2 separate regions of the Danio rerio genome follow, and region 2 is linked to region 1. Evidence: chromatin contacts called from public Micro-C data. All regions are on one chromosome and are shown on one strand. Each heading gives the region's core, a stretch centred on a gene start, on an enhancer-like site or on the middle of the called end of the contact. The rest is flanking DNA. Distances are from core to core; before and after follow the strand shown.

Region 1 (3,642 bases), core at 792-3,291:
GCCATATATATATATATATATATATATATATATATATATATATATATATATATATATATATATATATATATATATATATATACACACATACATACATACATACATACATACACATATATACATACACACACACACACACACATAATCAATTCCAGCGGTATGGATGTGACATTTGCAGTAAAAACTTTAAACTTAAATTCAGAGAAAATATGTTAACATTATATTGAAAAATCTGTTTATATAGTCCAAAACAACTAACCACAGAGTGATGAAATCACAAAAATATCAATCTGTAAAAACTTTTTATATTTCAAATGAGGAAAATAAACATGTGTTACTGATGTGACGAAAAAGGTATTCAAGTTTACAGCAAACAACACACGTAGAAATTCTGTGAATGAAACCCAAGAGAAACAACGCTAATAAAAAGGAAAAGAGTTGACTCTCTATAGAACAAACATGATTGATTTTATTTTATTTTACACTTTTACATTTCTGAGGTAAAAGTTTCGTTATGGATGTGACTGATGTGAAATTGGCACTTGTGTGACTTTGCTAAATGAAATATAATACTTTGAAAACATTGACGTAGACATTTTTGAGTAGGTTTTTTTGTACACCAAAAATGTACAAACGGTTTTGCTACTTTGGTTGAAGCTTAAATTTTTTTCATGGCAAGGTTGACATTTGCATGGAATTCTCTCACACACACACATTAATTTAGAAATTTTATTGAACTTTTGACTAGTATTAGATGAGTCAAACAGACGTGATGTGAACAAATTTGAAAAAATGTTTAAAAACAGACTAAATATTCTAAATATTTAAAATAGACTACCTAATAAAAGTAGACAGGGTTAATATATTGGTAGTTTAAAATCACTAAATATTCCAGAAATATGATATCTAATTTTAGATTAAATTTAATTCTCAGGTGAAATAATAAATATTAGCAACTCCAAATACCTAATTTGGTTTAAGTGTCTATTCTTAGTTATTTTAAATGTACAAAACTGAACATGAAGGCAAAGTCTTAAGTTGCTGATACGGAAGTGAGGTTTTGCAGACTCAGCTGCTAAGTTACCTCAACAGTCACTAAGTTACTTCAACACCCCATACACCCAACACAATTCATACGACGCTAAAGTACACGTTACGCTTTCAATACTTACAATTAGTATTCGTTAATTGTACGTTGAAACTAGTGTCATAATAACGTAACTCAATTCGTATAACTTAATTGCTTACTGTTTTACTGCTGTACGTTAGTGCAAGGATGAATGACACTAAAAAAACAGACCAAACAAATGCACATTAAAACTTTTCATAACGCCACTTTCAAAAGTGAAATTGATCATGATGACGATAATGTCAAACATGGCTGTTTCATGACGTTTTGATGCGTGGGTTGGGGGGTCCTGCGCGCCAATACAGTAAGTATTTTCTGTATTTTACTCATGCGTAATAAACTTTAATAAGCAACTAAACATCACATGAAAAAAAAAGTAAATTAAGCTCTAACGCGAAGACATAACTTATCAAATAAGTTTCAAGTATTTCTCACCGCCTCTGAAAGCCTTGCACCCCTCCGACTGGAGTTCAAAATCGCGTTCAAGTGAACTCAGACGCTGTGACCTTAGAAAGACACTGTAAACACAATTTCAAAATAAAAGTCCAGTAGTTATGAACATTTTTTTTTTAACTTCAACTTTAAGTTCATGTATGTAATGTATTTATAATCCGTTTTTGGTCAAAAACGTAATGGGATAATCAACTGGTAAAGCCCGACTTAAGATGCAGTAATGTAATTTTTCTAGTCAAACGTAACGTCACAACGACAACGTTACATTAAAGCGGCTAAATTTTAGCTGAACTAAGTTGACAGTTCATTAATTTTTTTACACTGAAGTGTTGGTAAACCTATTACGTCTTAATGTCTGTATTTGTTTCAAGGACAAAACTACTTTATTTTGAGGCTCCAGAAAACGATACTAGGTAAAACATGTACATCAAAACCAAGTAAACTTACTTTGCCCTCCTGCTCCTCAGATCAGTGAAGATGGTGTGTCATCGTATCTTACTGAAACAAAAGCGAAAGCAAGCAACAGTCCCGGAGGAGTTTCACATTAAGGATAATGAGGTAATGGAAAAAAAGTCTACAATGTGTATGTTAAAGACAACTGGGACAATTGGATTGGCTACTTGGTTGTAAATAAATATATGCATTACATTTCCTATTTATAATAAATATCTACTTGCTGCCAGCCAGTGGCGGTTCTAGACCAGAGTAACTGGAGGGGCCAGGCAGGGATCACTTGTACTTTTAGGAGGCACACTTTTAACATACATCACAAACTACTTAAACAATTATTTAAATAAGATAATACATTTTTAAAACTCAAAATTAACTTATTTGACAAGTAACTTTGTATTGTAGGATAAGACAGTTTTAACATTCAAGTTCAAGGCACATTTTCGCACCTGTAATCTTTAAAAGACAGAATTGAAGTATTTTTTTTTTTGCCCACCCATTAATTTAAGATGTTTTTCATGTGATCTTTAACAAACCAAGGAAATCTTCACAGTATTTCCTATAAAACAAAAAATAATTCTTCTGGAGTCACAAGTCCTATTTCTTATATTTCTTGAATAAAAGCAGTTTCTAATAAAAAAAATAATAAGGTCAGTTTTATTAGCCTAAGAAATATTTACTTTATATTTTTGATTGTCTACGCAAAAAACTAGTTATACAATAACTCGACCAATTATTCCAACTGTCCTAATAAACAAGTCTTTAAATTACATTTTAATCTAAATCAAAGGCTTCAGAATAAAGGCACTTTGTCAGTATACAACTATCTTGCAAAATAACTAACTGTGGGTAAAGATAAAAAAAAAAAAAGTTATTAGAAGTTAAACTATTATATCTATGATATTTGTTTACAATCCAGAGTATGAAAAAAAGATACACAAGAAAAAAAACAAAAATAAAGAACATGACAAACTTGAGGCTAAGACATTTAAGAATTAATTACATAGTATGAATTAGTCATTCCAAAATAAAATGGTTCTGTTTGCTTTTATATTTTCAGATGATTAAATTAAATGTAAATAATGACTAAATTCTTGCAAAAAAAAAAAAAAAAGTTTTTTTGGTGGTTTGGTATTAGCAAATTTGTATTTGTGAATATGGACTTTAAAGAAAATACATTAAATTTATGACAAAACAAGCATTAATAGAGGCAGATTCAAAACCAAAAATAATTTCTTTAAAAGTAACATCTTGCAGTGTATTATCATTAATAAATGAGCCAATATGTTTAAAATAATTGTACAGCATAATTACAATCCCAAAATATAAAGTTCCTGTATGAAATTGACAAAATGAACCTTTTACATTAATTTTAGAATTAAGCTTTTTTAAAATTGTTTATTATAATAAAATTTGATTAAAAGACAATTTTTTCTCCATTTCAAATCACTAAATATTTTTTTCCAAGATATTACTGGAAGCAAAGTGACAACCTTTTCAATTTTTGTAATTTCTATCTTTTTTATTAGAAAAACTAATTTTATCTATAAACGTCTCTTTCGCTGGTTTCGCTGGCAACAGAAATGGTGAGTTAGGTTGTAATAACTTCT
Region 2 (3,358 bases), core at 317-2,816, 220 kb before region 1:
ACTTGCAACATGTGAGCATATTTACTGTACAAAACCTCTCAGTGAAAAACAAACAAATTAAAAAAAAAAAAAAAAAAAGAACAGTTCAACAATCGAGTAAAAATGTTCAGTTAATCGGGATTTGAATTTTAGGCCAAATCGCCCAGCCATAGACAGTGCTAGAATTTTGATTAAAAAAAAATAAAAATAAATAAATATATAAAAAAAAAATCTAAATAAATAAATTTCAGTTTTGATGCTTACTCAACCTTAAATTTAGGTTGCCCAATTAATCAACCTTAAATAGATATCACCTTGCTATATTTAATTCATATTAGGGTATGTGTGTTGTTAAAGGTTAACGCATATTTAAAAGTTCAAAACTCAATACGAAAACAATGTTGCATGCTAACATGATGCTTTTTTACCCTGAATGATATAGAATTGCTAATAAACATAATCAGCTTAAATATGCCTATGTTTATCGAGCTTCTGATGTTGGTGTTTCCAGATGAACTTGAATTGAATCATTGCCCGTCTGTTAGTGCGCAAGACCGTGTCTGCTTGGAGAATGGTATTTAAATCTAGTTGTGTCACAGTTATGGCAATATTACATTTGATTACAAAGTTTGTTTTAGTTTCTTCTAGTTAATGTGTCCGATAGCGTATACATTCTCTGTCAGGCACAAGTAAATATAAACTGGGTACCGCTCAAATCCAAGTAAACAACCTAACTTCACACGATCCCTCACTAGATATTGATAATGCATACAAAGTAAACTTGCTATGTTTTGAGGCGGTCATTACACTTTACTGCAAGATCAATCACCCTCAAAAATTCCGTCAATTTATTAAGCACACACGGTCGTGCAGGAATTTAGTAGATTTGCGGGTTATGCTCCTCGTAAATAGGTCTTGGCAGATAACTAGGTTTCGAGAGACAACCATTACTTCGTAACGGATTTTAAAAAGTGAGGCTGAAGTCTTAATCACATCTACATCTAGCCCTTCCACGAGGTTTACAAAACCTCGCTGCATCGCGTATTACCCACTTTTAAGTCTGCTCAGCATGAAAATGAGCTTGTTTAGTTGCGCGACACATGCAACGCACACATGCTAATGCTAACCCAGCTAAGTATTAGCTCACTGGTGATACATTCACGGAAAATTACTTAAGTACCCGATATGTCCAAACCATCCCTGTACAGAAAACACATACGTTATATTTATCAGCTTACACTACATTAAGTTGTGTTGTTGTTTTTATTTCGTTGTTTGTTTGTTTTTGGCTTATTTTAGAGAACTTTAAATAACAAAAATATTTAACGCACATTAGCCGTGGCCATTCACAATGAAGAGAATATGATTTATGACTTCAACAATAACCCGTGTTCATTCCACCTGAATAAAAGGTAAATGTATTTATTACAATCCACACTTCCTATTTGATTAATAAACTCATACTCACAACTCATTTCTGCCGGATTTGTCCCAGTTTTTTAACCAGTCAAACGGGAGGATCAGCGCCGCCATCTTCCTCCACACTCTCAGATGAAGCAGCCGTAGCGCGCGCCGGATGTTTAGCACACACAGTTGAGCGCGTCAAAGCAGTATTTAATAATGGAGTATTTGAACTGTTTTAGTTCCTTAATTTCATTATTATATCGTTTAATATATCAAATTATTTCTCTTTCAGTGTATAGAACTAAAATCCTAATGTATGTTTATTTATTTAGAGAAAGGGGATAATACATCTTTTAGAGACAATTCCTGCGCGTTTAAGTTCTGCTTTATTCTAGCATCTTAAACTGGGCTTTGATGTGTTTTTGTAATTAGTTTTTTTATTGTACAGTAATTTTTATTTGCAAGCCTTATTTGTATATAAATTCTCAACAAAGGATTTTAAATGATATATGTTGGCGAAACCTTTATACTGAAAATAATGAAGAAGCTGTCGTTGCTTTGGACTTTTCTTTTGTAATGTTAATGTCCTGGGCGCTTCCCTTTCCGCATCGCAACTGTCGTGGCCACAGTGGTAGCCTACAAAAATGTTGCATAAACTATTAATAGTTGTTTTCCTCGTTGTTTGTCTACATGACATGCGATTAAATGGGCAGAAAAAGAAGGAAGTAAGTGTATTTGCAAATGCTTTTATTATTATTTTTTTTTTAACAATCGAGATCACTGGGTACTCAATTGATCTTATGACTAACGTAACGTTAGCTTCGCTCTTTTTCAAAAGCACATTGAAGTCAAAAAGGCATAATTGTTCCCATTTAAGAACAATTCAAGACGTGTGTAAATTACTAAAAAAATAGTTACTGATCAGTGTTTGTCGGATGTCGGATAAAGTGACACAAGTGGCCCTGTATGCAAATTGCACTGAACTTCCTGCTGTAACATTACGCCAAACCTATCATCTAAGTAATCTGTGGCGTTCGTCTTGGTATGCTTATGACATAGACCATAAATATGATAGTTGAGCCATATTGCTTGCTTTATCACAAACATTATAATTTTTTTGGAACAATTCCCTTTTCGTTAATGATTCATTGCTCCTTTAAAGTGGTGGTTCAGGGTGTATTTTTAAGGCTTGATTGTGTTTATGGGGTGCAAAGCAATGTGTGCTCATGCTTCGTTTGTAACAAAAAAATCTGGTTATTTTTTCATTTATCTTACTTTGATTATGTACTGCTACTCAGCTAGCATGAAATTGACTATAATATTTCCTAGTTCCTCCGAAGGCCCGCCCTCAAAAGGCTATGACTGGTCAGCTAACACGATGTGCTGTGATTTGTGGATTGGCTCCACCTCACCAGGAAGTGTCACGCCTTTACTAGCACGTAATTTGCCTTTGCTGTGTAAACATTAGAGCTGCGTCCCAATGGAACACTATGCAATATGCACATATGCACGTACACACTCAACAGCACAGTATATGTATGTAGTGTCGTTCCAAATGGAACACTTATGTTTTTTACTAAGTGGAAATCCAAACCGTTTCCCTGATGACGTTTCACGGTTGCCAAATTAGTGAAATAAACGACCAAAGTACCAAGTAATACCTGCCATGAGTATAACCTGATTCACCATTGGGAAGCGCTATCCGCTTGTTAAGTGGTGACGTGTTTGTGACATATGTAATACTGTTTCCGGGTCCAGGCCGGCATTTATTTGAGTGGAGAAATCATTTGTTTATGATCACGTTTTATTCCTATCACACATTAAAGTTAATTTTGTATAAAATCATAGTGTACACAACAATCTCTGGGCTTGCTGCATAACAAATACCAACATTTTCACAATTTATAAAAAAATTAATCACTTTCTAGCCATCGGATATTAGGCATGGACATATATACTACTATCGTGATTTTCG

Evidence for each region. A called contact is a pair of places that touch in the nucleus more often than the background predicts.
Region 2: a contact with region 1 is called in a Micro-C map of caudal fin, with 7 times the contacts expected there. The contact joins the promoter of thoc2 here to the promoter of rhogd in region 1. A contact is called at or near these places in 2 of 18 Hi-C or Micro-C datasets (caudal fin and hematopoietic stem cells).

Annotation. Positions count from the first base shown.
Region 1 is chr14:12,728,986-12,732,627 of GRCz12tu, reverse strand. rhogd (ras homolog gene family, member Gd) reads right to left here and starts at 2,041. Exons shown (of 2, transcript NM_200680.2): 1 at 2,030-2,041.
Region 2 is chr14:12,950,842-12,954,199 of GRCz12tu, reverse strand. It overlaps thoc2 (THO complex 2), which reads right to left and starts at 1,566. Exons shown (of 37, transcript NM_001326547.1): 1 at 1,448-1,566. The coding sequence starts at 1,512. It overlaps magt1 (magnesium transporter 1), which reads left to right and starts at 1,991. Exons shown (of 10, transcript NM_199700.1): 1 at 1,991-2,108. The coding sequence starts at 2,028.